Regions from separate parts of the Cricetulus griseus genome. Here region 1 is linked to region 2. Evidence: chromatin contacts called from public Hi-C data. All regions are on one chromosome and are shown on one strand. The core of a region is the stretch at or near the end of the contact, and the rest is flanking DNA. Distances in the headings are between cores, read along the strand shown.

What was found. A called contact is a pair of places that touch in the nucleus more often than the background predicts.
Region 1: a contact with region 2 is called in a Hi-C map of the CHO-K1 cell line, with 2.1 times the contacts expected there. The contact joins two enhancer-like sites. A contact is called at or near these places in 2 of 8 Hi-C or Micro-C datasets (the CHL-YN cell line and the CHO-K1 cell line).

The regions. Positions count from the first base shown.
Region 1 is chr10:28,245,626-28,251,381 of CriGri-PICRH-1.0, reverse strand. All of the region lies in intron 2 of LOC103159000 (E3 SUMO-protein ligase NSE2), which reads left to right. Among named protein-coding and RNA genes, the nearest start is that of Washc5, 15 kb to the left of the region's middle. Within about 2 kb of position 2,756, at least 1 of the 6 cell types and tissues checked has open chromatin away from gene starts, as enhancers often do. A contact at or near this core is called in the CHO-K1 cell line, where this site is marked.
Region 2 is chr10:28,163,918-28,170,059 of CriGri-PICRH-1.0, reverse strand. All of the region lies in intron 4 of LOC103159000 (E3 SUMO-protein ligase NSE2), which reads left to right. Among named protein-coding and RNA genes, the nearest start is that of Washc5, 97 kb to the left of the region's middle. Within about 2 kb of position 3,864, at least 6 of the 6 cell types and tissues checked have open chromatin away from gene starts, as enhancers often do. A contact at or near this core is called in the CHO-K1 cell line, where this site is marked.

The sequences.
Region 1 (5,756 bases), core at 1,507-4,006, 82 kb before region 2:
CTGTGAAAGCTTGCTGAGTGAATCAGGCAGGCAGGCATGTAAGGCATGTGGGCGTTGGGGTCTAAAGGCCGTGGATGGAGTACTGACTCCACCCACGGACACCAGCAGGCATTGCTGACCGGCCTCTCCCCTGTAAGCCATCAGCACTGCTGGGCGAATCTGCAGCAGCTTTTTAACCAGCTCTGGTAAAAGCCCCACGCCGGTGTCTGGAGCAGTGCCCGAGTTGCCTGCTTCCTGTGCTGGTGAAACTTCCCTGTCCCTTGATGGGTGTTTTAGAAATGTGTGAGACTGAGTTTAACGGTGTCATTGCCGTCAGTGTCTTTGTTACTCTCCACCTGGGATACGCCTCCTGGTGCTGCCATGTTCGGAGGTGCCGAGGGAGAGAAGCGAAGGAGTTGCCATAGATACATCAGGCCCATCCTGCCAAATGAAGGTGCGGGCTCTGACCATCACACAGTGAGACAAATGACCCGGCCTCAATCTGTCAGTAGGAAATGACTTAGGACAGGACACAGATAGGGAATTCAGATTTGGACCCGATTGCTGGTCCCTAGCTTAGACCCTCTTTTTTTTTCTTCCTCTTAGTAGCTGTTGGTGTATGGTGGTAACCCCCAACATCTGCGCCAGTCAGCTTTGTGTCTCCATTTCAGAACACCTGAGATAACTAACGTAGAAAAGAAGTCTTGGCTTCCTTGTTTGGAGGTTCCAGTCAACAATCTCTGGGGACCTCTGGTAAGGCAGCATATTAGCGGAAGGGACTCAAGACCCTTGCCAGCAAGCAAGAGAGAGGAGGAAGAGGGAGCCAGGGTCTCAGTGTCCTTCAAGACCAGGCACTAGTGACCTAAGTGAGCACTTCCCTCAGACTCCTTCCTCTCAAAGGCTCCGTACCCCAGTACCACCTCCCCAGTGCGCCAGCTCTATAACACAACAGGCCTTTGGGGGACACTGGCTATTCAGACTCTAGCAACTGCTGTTAGTGATATGCCCAGCGGAGTTTGGTATATTTTCTATAGTTTTTAATGCAGTGTATGGAGTCTGTATTATTTTAGATTAAAAGTAAGAAAATGTCCGTTGTTTTGACAGGCATAATGGCTAATGAATGGCCAGAGTGTTTGAATGAGCAAAGATGAGGTATGGTGACGGCCAGATACTGCACTGCGCAGAGCCTTAGGTGTGCGGACAGGGACAATGGGGACGCTGTTAAAGATTGCTATCAGTATGGGGACAGTGGTGCACACCTTTAATCCCCACACTTGGGAGGCAGAGGCAGGTGGATCTCTGCAAGTTCAAAGCCAGCCTGGTCTACAGAGTGAGTTCAAGGACAGCCAGGCTACACAGAGAAACTTGTCTCAAAACAAAAGAAAGAAAGAAAAGAAAGGACTGCCAGCCGGTGCAGTTCTTGCTGTGTGGATTTAGCTAGTTGTTCTCTGAGTCTGTACACTGACAGGACAAGGTAGAAACAGCAGTAAAGCCAGTCCCGAGAGGCTCCCTTGGGTTGAGGCACGGGGCATAAGGCTAGCACTTCACACTAACTCCCTCCGTCCACATGCGACACTCTTGATTTGATTCTGACTTGTGACAGTGGCTGCACAAGGGCTGTATCTGATTCGGGTTTGCAGTTTTAAGTGTAGGACTCTTTATGACTAAATAGATACTGTTAAAAATCAGCAGTACACCTCCACCCCTCAGGAAGTACATAGTACCAAGCTGAATTGGAAGCACCGAGGCACACCCTGGGCCTTGTTTTACTCAACTGTGATGTTTTCCAGGTTGAAATTTAAGGAAGCCGTTTTCTCCTCCGAGAGCTGCTAGAAAAGACAGTTATCCAGACTCCCAGACTTCCCGCGGCCTGCTTGTGTTACAGCGGGCTTCCCGTGGTGCCTGCTCTTGGGGGAGACACCACATAACTTAAAGTAGCCCGCTTGTCCTCGGTCTCTCTTTCCCTCTGTCGTTAGCCACGGTAATATGCCATGTCCTTTCATACTGATAGTGGTTAATGTTGTCTTTGTTCATATAGTTTCCTGAATTTAAGTGGTGTTTTGTAGGTCGTTTGTTTTAATGGTGGGATCCACTTGATCCGGGTTGTCTGGGGACACAGCCCTCTGATTCTCATTGGATGTCTTGGGAGTTTGGAACCCAGGTAATGCATATCGGGTGTTGAACTATATAACTCTGAGGTAGTGGATGGCCTCTGTCTCGTTTTATCTCTGTGTCTCTGTCTCTGTCTCTGTCTCTGTCTCTGTCTCTGTCTCTGTGTCTGTCTCTCTCTGTCTCTCTCTGTCTCTCTGTCTCTCTCTGTCTTTCTCTCTGTCTCTGTCTCTCTCTCTGTCTCTCTCTCTCTCTCTCTCTCTCTCTCTCTCTCTCTCTCTCTCTGTATGTGTGTGTGTGTGTGTTTGAGACAGGTTTCTCTCTGTAGCACTGGCTGTCCTAGAACTCAGTATGTAAAACCAGGCTGTCCTTGTGCTCAGAGATCTGCCTGCCTCTGCTATGATTAAAGGTGTGTGTCACCACACTGGGTTTGTAGATAGCTTTTAAGGCTGTCGCTTAATAAGGTGTATTTGGATCCAGAATGAAACACGAGTTTCTGTCTAGAATTTGTTAATTTATTAAAAACAGTTTCGAGTCTTTCACTGAAGGACTTAAGCACTCCCGAATTTGAGGGTGAGTCAGAGCCACTAGATATCTCCGTAGGACAGCTCACTGGTCCCTGCCAGCATAGTTTTAATAATTATGAGTAGCACAGCGGTTTGCATTTCCAATATTCCCAGGCACGGCAAATGCCAGGGACCTCCTCACTTTGAGAACATGAGTCCAGTCATTATGTCCCATGCGATAAAAGGCCTGCCACTAGATGGCATCAGAACACTTCTTAGGAGGTAGCCATTGGCTGAATGGTTCTAGACTCTTGATCAGAGTTCAGGCTGTGTAAGATTCATCATATTATTAGAGTTTAGTATTCTGGAGCCTGTTCTGGTCCATGCACATAAGAGTAAAGATGCTTTGATTCTGTCAAACCTAGGAAACTGTAGGAATATTACCGCTGCAGTCTTTCAAGATCCCCTCACCTAGAGTAAACACTGCTTCTCATTCCAGGGGCTCCTTTTCGGTTATTCATGTTGTTCCATTTTATTTTCGGGGGATTGCTGCAGGACTTGTTACTAATCGGAACGATAGGAGCGGGAGAGATGGCTAAGCAGTTAAGAGCACTAGCTGCCCTACAACCACAACCACTTGCCAGTTCTAGGGGCCCCATGCCACCTCTGGCCCCCAAGAACACCAGGCACACGGGTTTTGCATATACATAGATGCAACAAACATTTTATGTCACACGATAAAATAAGATAAAGAAATCTTTAAAAATAAACAATTCCTTTAAAATATATGAAAACAGGCCTAGAGAGATGGCTCCTCAGTTAAAGGCTAGGATGACAACCAAAGTACATAAAAACAAGTTACTTCTCAGGAATCGTAAGACAAGTGAGATTTATGCTTCTTGACTACTGGATTTTGACTTGTTAGCTTTTAGAATCACTTTAAACTGTCTGTTCACATAAAGATTCATAATTTTGTCCTTTTTCCAGTTGCATTTGGAACAGTGGTAGAGGGTTAAAGGTGTGAAACACTTACTTCCTATTGGCTTCCCAAGGGAAGAAGTTTCTGCTGCTCTCTGCCTCCCCTGCCCTCCTCACCCCATCCATGCCCAGCTGTCCCCCCACCCCTGTGATGCTCTTTCTTCAACCTAAGGGCTGGCATCCGCTTCCCACATGGCGGTACGTGTGGAGCTGATGGCTGGCTCTGTCCTGTTTGCTGAGCTTGCCTGTGCACATCAGCATGGCTTATTTGGAAATAGTAAATGAGTAAATGAGTCACTTTTTTGTTGTTGTTGTTGTTGTTGTTTTGTTTTTTCCAGACAGGGTTTCTCTGTGTAGCTTTGGAGCCTATCCTGGCACTCGCTGTGGAGACCGGGCTGGCCTCGAACTCACAGAGATCCGCCTGCCTCTGCCTCCCGAGTGCTGGGATTCTTTTTATTTTTTTTAAACAGGTTATATATAGTACCTAAGTACTGCTTGGGTTTTCTAGACCCCTGACAATACTTTTCTATTGGTTCTGTTTTCTTCTTGGATTTCTTTGTTTTGTTTTCTTTTTTCTTGGCCTTTGGAGCTGAAGCTTTGGTTAGATTTCAGTGACGGCACAGGGTTAAAAAAAGGGACTAACACAGAAAAATCTAAACAGGAGCCACTCTATCAGATTCAAAGCCAGGCCAGCACTGCAGAGCTTCTCTGGTCTCTGGCACTGCTGTGCATCTTTGGTCTCTGGCACTGTGGTGTCTCTGGTCTCTGGCACAGCAATGCGTCTCTGGTCTCTGGCAAGGGCTGAGCATGGGCCTAATGCTAAGCGGTGATGACAACAGAGGCAGAGGTGGAGCAGGCATCAGGAGCATTTTTTAAAAACACTGTAGTCCTCTTTTAACGACATAAAATTTTAATGTTCTGCGGTCAGCGGAAAGCAGCTTTTCTGAGAATGACAAGTAACATAGCTGAAACCGACTTGACTCTTCTAGAGGTTATTAGCCGGACTGTTCTTTTCCTGTTTCTGTAGCTACAAGTGAGATTATGTATTCGTGCTGTTTGTTTCTGTGTGGCATTACTCACGGTAGAAATACAGTCTGATAAATCTGCACTGTTAGCTATGTGTGTCACTGGAGATTTCCTACTGTCCCCATTTTCAAAAAGTAAGGAGAAAGAGAGGTTTGTAAGGTTTTGTTTCACCTATTAGGGGCCAGAGAGATGGCTCAGTAGTTATAGGACCCAGGCAGTCATTCACCTACTTCTAGGCTCTGTGGTTACTAGAAATGTACATGGTGCCCAGATATCCATGCACTCAAAATGTACATGTGCCCACACAAATAAAATAATAAAACCTAAAAAGTAAATAAAAATACTATTTTTACATGCAATAAATATGACGGGTCCTAAGGAGTCATGTTGACATAGAGGGGACTGAAATCAAAATCCTCCCGTATGCTAGAATCCAAGTAGCCACATTGCTTATGCTTGCTAGCCACGTGTGACACATAGCTGCTTTCCGAGATGACAAGTCACATAGGCTGTTTCACTCCTCTGTGACAGACAAAGGTAAGAAATAATAAGGGGTGGCCAAATCAGCTAGAACTGCAGCGTTTTAGCGGTGCTGGGGGGTATCCGACTTGCCTGTCCTGCTGCTGGCATGGCTAGCATTCTAGGGTTTCCCCAGCCAGCTTCAGGTGAACAGTGCAGTGTTCCTGGGGGTCCTGTTACATTTGCTTCTGTGTGAAATGTATGTTCTTTGGAATCCACATCTGCAGTACTTGGTATTTTGTAGCTGGTGTGGTAAATCCATTTCATATGGTGTTGGGCAAGCTGGAAGGTTGAGCCTCATAGCTTCAGCAGCCAGCATATTCTAGTTGCTGTAAACAGTTAAGCCTGTCAGCAGTTGACCTTGGCAGTGCTGATTTGCTTGTCCCTGGGTGCTGCCTGAGGCGCTGGCTTTCTCTCTGTGGGTGGGAGTTAGGAACCTGGTTTGGAGAAGAGCTAGAGGCATCTGAGGCCAGCTCCAAACAGATGCGCTTCTTGCTTCATGTTTGCATGTGACCACAGTTGCAAGAGGCATATTCTTGCGTGGTATTTTTTTTAAGGCCTGTGGAATCAGAGACCAAAGTTGAAAGGCAGCTTCCTTTACCTTTGGGTCTGTTCTTGCCCTTCAGGAGAGTCTTGGTC
Region 2 (6,142 bases), core at 2,615-5,114:
CCAGGACTAGGGGGTACACGGGGATTAGAGACAGGTCACATACAAGAAAGGCAGCTGAAAGTAAGCAAGGAGGCTGCATTGTGTAAGGTCTGTATCCCCAGGATTGGTGGGGAGGCAGTGCAAGGCGCTGCACAGCAGACAGGAGCTTGACACAGACTAATCCCCTTTACTTTTCCCTGAGTTTTATTTGTAATAGGCTTTAAAAAAAAATTTTTTTAGAGCAGGGTTAGAATTCTAGAACCAAGCAGATAGTGCAGAGTTCAGGTGTCCTACCCACAAGCACTACTGGCTCCCTGTTCTTAAGGCAGAGCAGTAATGAGGCCTACAGTACAGCAGGTAAGCAGTTGTTAGTATATCGTTGCTCCTTGCGTCTGTTTCGGCTTTACATTTTGATATGTGTATTAAATGTGAGCTAACATAAAATTTACCATGACACTGTTTATGCAGTGTGCTGGCATTAAATGCATTTGCACCGTGCAGTTGTCACCATCACCCACTGCTGGGACCTTTTCAGAATCTTATACAGAAATGTTGTGCTCATTAAATAGTAATTCCTCCTCGCCCCCTCGTTGGTCCCCACTGTGCTAATTCCTGTCTGGGTGCATTTGACTGTTCCAGGCTGCATACAGGCTCATGCACTGCAATGGCTTCAGGGCTGCTCCATCCATCACCTGTATCTCAGTTTGATGCCTTACCAAGCCCAGGGGATTTCCCCGTTCAAACATTGACCTATTGGTGGGCGTTTGAGTCTCTGTGTGTCAGTTCCCGTATTGCTGTGAATACTGGGCGGCATCTGTCCGTGTGAATTCCTCCCTTCAATTCTCCTGTGCATGTGTCCAGACCTAGCATTGCTGAGTAAAATGATGTGTCGTATCTTAAAGAATATTTCCACTCTCTTAAACTCAACTCTTCAGCGGTCCAGTTTTCTCTCTCACATATGCCTCTGCTTAGCTTTGAGTATATTCTTATTGTAGAGATTTAGCTGTTTTAAATTCCTCTAACCCCAAACTTCATGGTAGAGTTGAGTTAGTGAGTCAGTGACCCAGTGAGTCAGAAGGTCATTATTTTATAAATCACTTCTGTTCCCCAGGGCCTTGAGATCCATGGGCTTCAAGTCAGATGTTCTCCAGGCTTGCAGTTCGGCACTTGCTTTCTGGTCCATACGGCTCTTTGAATCACCTGTGCTGTATGCCAAGGCCTGGCCCAGATCCGGACCCTGGGACTTAAAGAGTCCATTCAAGAGAGCTTTAGGGGTTTGACCTATCACCAAGGTACCCTTGGCAGTGTTCTTTAGAGCCAGGAGTTTCAAAAGATCCTTTTGACCACTCTTGCAAAGCTTTTTCCAAATATTGAACGGCCTGAATAGCTTTCTGAGCACCCTGCTTGTGTAAGGATGAATTTTTTCCCTGGAGCATGACTCTCCGATGAGGCTGTTTGTGTGACTGGTGGTGTGTCATCACGGCCATGCCAGACCCATTGGCTGTTCTCCAGACTTGCCCTACTTGGTTAGTTTCTCTATCTTCTCTGGTGGTGTTCTGACCCAACCTTCTCCACTTCGTTCCTTTGCAGTAGTGGCCGTCTACGTGTACAAAAACATTTTGCTAGGAAGGAAAAGAAAGGAAACACGGCTCTTGCTTCACAGGATTTGTGGCCTTGAGCAGGGGTCGGAATCCATGCTTTTTCTGTTCTCTGCCACAGTCTGTGTGCCTGCTGCACACAATGTCAGTACTGACATTGGTAGAGAAACCTAACCTTTTCTCTCTTGCCTAGATAAAAGTTTGTTTTTATAAAAAGAGGCTCTATGATTTGGTGTATATTCCAAGGTACGTGCAGCCTACATAGCGTAGACACCTCTGCTGGGAAAGCTGATTATTTTTGCCAAGTGAAATCCTAGCACCATGTATGAGATGGTGCTAGGAATTCCAGTGATGTAGATTTAGTTAGGAAAGTGCCCTGGCATCTGCTCCTCCATCTTCTCAATCCACTCTGCTGCCCAAGCACAGAAGCCTCTGTGTGTGTGTGTGTGTGTGTGTGTGTGTGTGTGTGTGTGTGTGTGTGTGTAAGAATCACAAGGTGACAGCTTCTGGAGACCTGTTTTATGAAATTGTGAATGTGGTTAATACTAATTGTGTCAGCTTTCTGTGTTACACTAACTGTGTAACACAATACCTGACATAGCAGACCTTTCAGACGGAAAGTTTATTTTGGTCCATGGGTTCAGGGGCCTCAGTTATAGCCACTTGACACTATTGCTTTGGGTCTGTGGCAGCACAGTCTACTGTGACTGGAACACCCAGAGGGGAAGGCCTGTCTACCTCATGGAAACGAGAAGGCAGAGAGAGGGATGGGAATGGGCCAGGTGCCCTTCAAGGGGACTCTCCTCTAGACTCTACATTTTAGAGGTTACATGCATCTCACCGAGACACTACAAGCTGGGACCAGGCTTTTGTGTTTGCCCTTTGAGGAACCCTCAGCTTGGAACTATAGTGCTATTGAATTGTGTGCTCAACACTGGGTAGGGTGGCTTGCTGGTGGCTCTCCTGTGTTGCTACCCAGCTTGCTGCCCCCTGTAGAGTAGTAAGAAAACTTTTTCTGTTACAGAAAACATTAAGGAGGTTACTATGATAATTTTTCATCGTGTTGGGTTTTTTTTTTCCTCCAGCATAAAGACAATCAAATCTTACCTACTCTTTGCCTGTTACTAATTTATTTTTCAGCACCTCTGAGTGTCAGCCGCATAAACAGACTGTCACTAGATGTGATCCTGTGTGAAGATTCCATGTGGTGTCTGTCCACCAAACTTTCTACTGTGTTTGCTAAGTCCTTTAAGCATTTTAGTGTGGTGTACACCACCTCTAGAGAAGTGTGGTTTTGACTCAGTGCAAAGCCAGATGAAACCCCCCAGCAGCAGCAGCCTGTTAGCTCTGTCAGCTCACTGCATGTTAGCCATTTGGGAGCTCAGGAGGCAGGTAGACAGCAGACAGAAGGATAGCCCAAGCTGTATTTGGTGTTGCCAAGGAAAGATGAGCATTTCCACTTTGTGGATCTGGCTGGGCTCCTGGGCCTAATGGCTGCGCATAGACCATACCATAAACACTGTGAAGAGGCAGCCATGGAAACACTTGTTTTCTTGTTGAGCTAAATTTACTCTGAGTTGAATATTAGCACAGCTCCTGGCAGGACTTGAAAAGCAAAAATAGCTTACGCGTGATTCAGTCTGAGTCACTGCTGGTGCTCCTGCTCTGCCTAGAGCTCGACACCGAGCAAGTTGGCAGCCTGGATTGCTACATTTTTTCTAGGAACTCAGACCACATTTCATTCTTGTGAATTTGCTTGTGCAATGATATTAAATAGAGTAATATGTTTATTTTGTTTCTAAGTCAAATGAATTCGAGAATGGTGAAACTGAAGTATTTTTCTTGGGCTTTGTGGAAAAGCAAGGTTCTCAGAATTCTGTGGTCACTGTAAGATGGGATCTTATAAGGGATTATATGGAAATTTTAGTTTAGATACTGGGGCTTCTGGGAGTTTCGTTAGAAAGAACCCCGTGAGACCATTAAGCGGGCTTCATTCATCTGACATTAACAGACAGGACGGCTGTGCCATTGACAAAGCTCTTTCCTTCCCTTTCCTAACAGCAAGGAGGGAGGCAGGCAGGCGTGCAGCCCTTCGGCCACTGTGCCGCCCAGCTGGCTGTTTAACTTGGGAAATGCTTCCCTTCTTGGCAATTATATAATGGGAAGTTCGTGGGTTTTGAAAGGCAGACCAGACCCACCCATGGGATCCCTGTTGGCTTTTCAAAGGCCTCATAGGCCTTACCCGAGTAAACCCCAGTGGCTGTGATGTCGTGATTAGCCTGTTGGCTGACTGTGGGAAAACCTAGGCAGGATCAGTTCATCTCTGGACTCAGGCGGTGCTGAGTCTAGAACTCTACATGAGGATAGTTTTCCCTTGATGTTGCAATTTCTGTCCTAACGTGTTTTTGTTTAGCTTTTGGAGTTGCCTAACAGTATAATTTCAATTGAGGGTTAGCTTCAGTTCTTAGGGTTGTTTTTTTTTTTTTTTCCTAATTTAAAGACACTATCATTTTGTCTTAGGATTTCAATGACTTATATAGAAAAGAGTTTCCTGTGACAGTTTTAAAACCAAAATGAGCCTAACATAACTTTTAAAAGTATTTTGAAATTATTTTACCATAAAATCTTACATTAGAAGATGCAACTCTGGTAGAGAATTTCAACATAATTGCATAAATTGTGTTTCACATTACGGCTTATGTTCTGCTGGACTTCACTGAAATTAGTAAAAGAGCCCTTTCAGAAGGGTCTGGTGAGTTAGCTCTAGTGGGGGTTTGGTTTTTTTTTTGTTGTTTTTTGTTTTTTGTTTTTTTTTTTTTTAAGAACTTACTCATAGTGTATCCTGTGTTGCTAAGTTTTCAAAGTCAGCCATGTCAACCACACCCAAAACCCTTTCAGTGGCTTGAAATCTATTTATCCGAGTTTCTTCCCAGTAAAAGCTCAGAGAGATCCTAAGCATTTCCAGGAGCTGTGCGATGACTGCCTGGAAGCTAACGTTTGGAGACTGAGCTGTGCCAAGTCTTGGGTGTAATGAGTAGTTCCTTCCTTAGTCTGCAGTCAGAGATCCCTTACAACAGGCTTCCAGACTCCACCCTTGTGGCTGCCAGGAATATCCCTGATGGTGTTTTTGCCCCCAAAGGATACGGTCTCTGCCTAGAGAAGGGAACATGGTCTGTCCTTAGCATCCCCCTGGCCCAAGGGCATGCGCATTTTATGCTGATGGCTGTGTTTTGGAGGCGTGTGAATTTTGGTGTCTTTGAGTGAGCTCAGCAGGGTAATTAAGCATTTTCAGGATGAAACTGAAAGGATTAAACCCAGTAGCACTGTTAGTGCAGATCAGATACGTGTTTCTCCCCTTCACCCCTGTGTGTGTGTGTGTGTGTGTGTGTGTGTGTGTGTGTGTGTGTGTGTGTGTGTGTGTGTGTGTGTGTTCATCCATTGAAAGATGGAGCCTCACATGTTGACTGTTGCAGATAGGGTTGTATTGGACCTGGGAGAGCAGTTGACACTCAGTTTTATTCCTTTGGCCATTCACACACAGAGAAGAGATTGCTGGTTCATATATAGTATTACTGCTTTGGGGCCTGTTTGTTTCTTTTCTGGAAACTCTATACTGTTTTCTGCAATGACTGAGCCAATTCTTACCCCTCCCACATCCTCTTGAATACTGGTCACTTTTTGTCTTTGGTAATGGTCTCTCTAAGTGAGCCAGGTGCTGTCCTCTTGGTTTTCATTTGTATTTCTCTGGTGGCTTTTTTCACATATTCCCTGTGAGAAATGCTTCAGTTGGTGAAGTATATTTGCACAATTTTAGTTTTATGTTTTAGTTTTATATGTTGTGGGTGTTTTGCCTGCATGTAAGTCTGTGTAATACTTGATATCCACAAAGTCCAGAAGAGAGTGTTGGATTCCCTGGCACTGGAGTTACAGACAGTTGTGAGCTGCCATGTGGTGCTTTTAACCACTGAGCCATCGCTTCAGGCCTATGTTTACATAGTTTAGTACTGAATGCTGTACTCCTACTCTGGCCCCTAGTGACTACCACCTCAACCCTATTTTCCAACAGATTAACCATTTTAATTGGTTTTTTATATGTGAGTTACTTTTGAAATCATTTTTAGCACATGCTAGTTGTGCAGCTTGGTGAGTTTCCCTGTGCTGGCTCCATGCAAAGGTCACATCCATCTACCTTGCTTATACCCTGGGTTCTTTCCACTGTCTGCCTCTCCCTCCAGCACCCTTCCCAGGCCCTGGAGGTAGGGCCTTCTTAATTCTTGTGCCTTTTCTTTCTGCAACTCTAGTGATCACTGTACCATCTGCTACCCTTGTACAAGACTGACTTCCTGGTTTTCATAAATGAGTCATAAAGGGGTGTTTGTCTTTCTGTGCCCTTGTTTCATTCACCCCGAAGATCTAACCACATTGTGCAAATGACAGGATTTTAGTCGTTGTGTGGTTAAGAACGATTCCATCGAAACAAACAGCCCACTGTTGTATCATGGTACTAGGAATTGAACCTAGATCTTCACCGGAGCCCTGTAAAGGCTCTCCACTTAAGCTGTGCC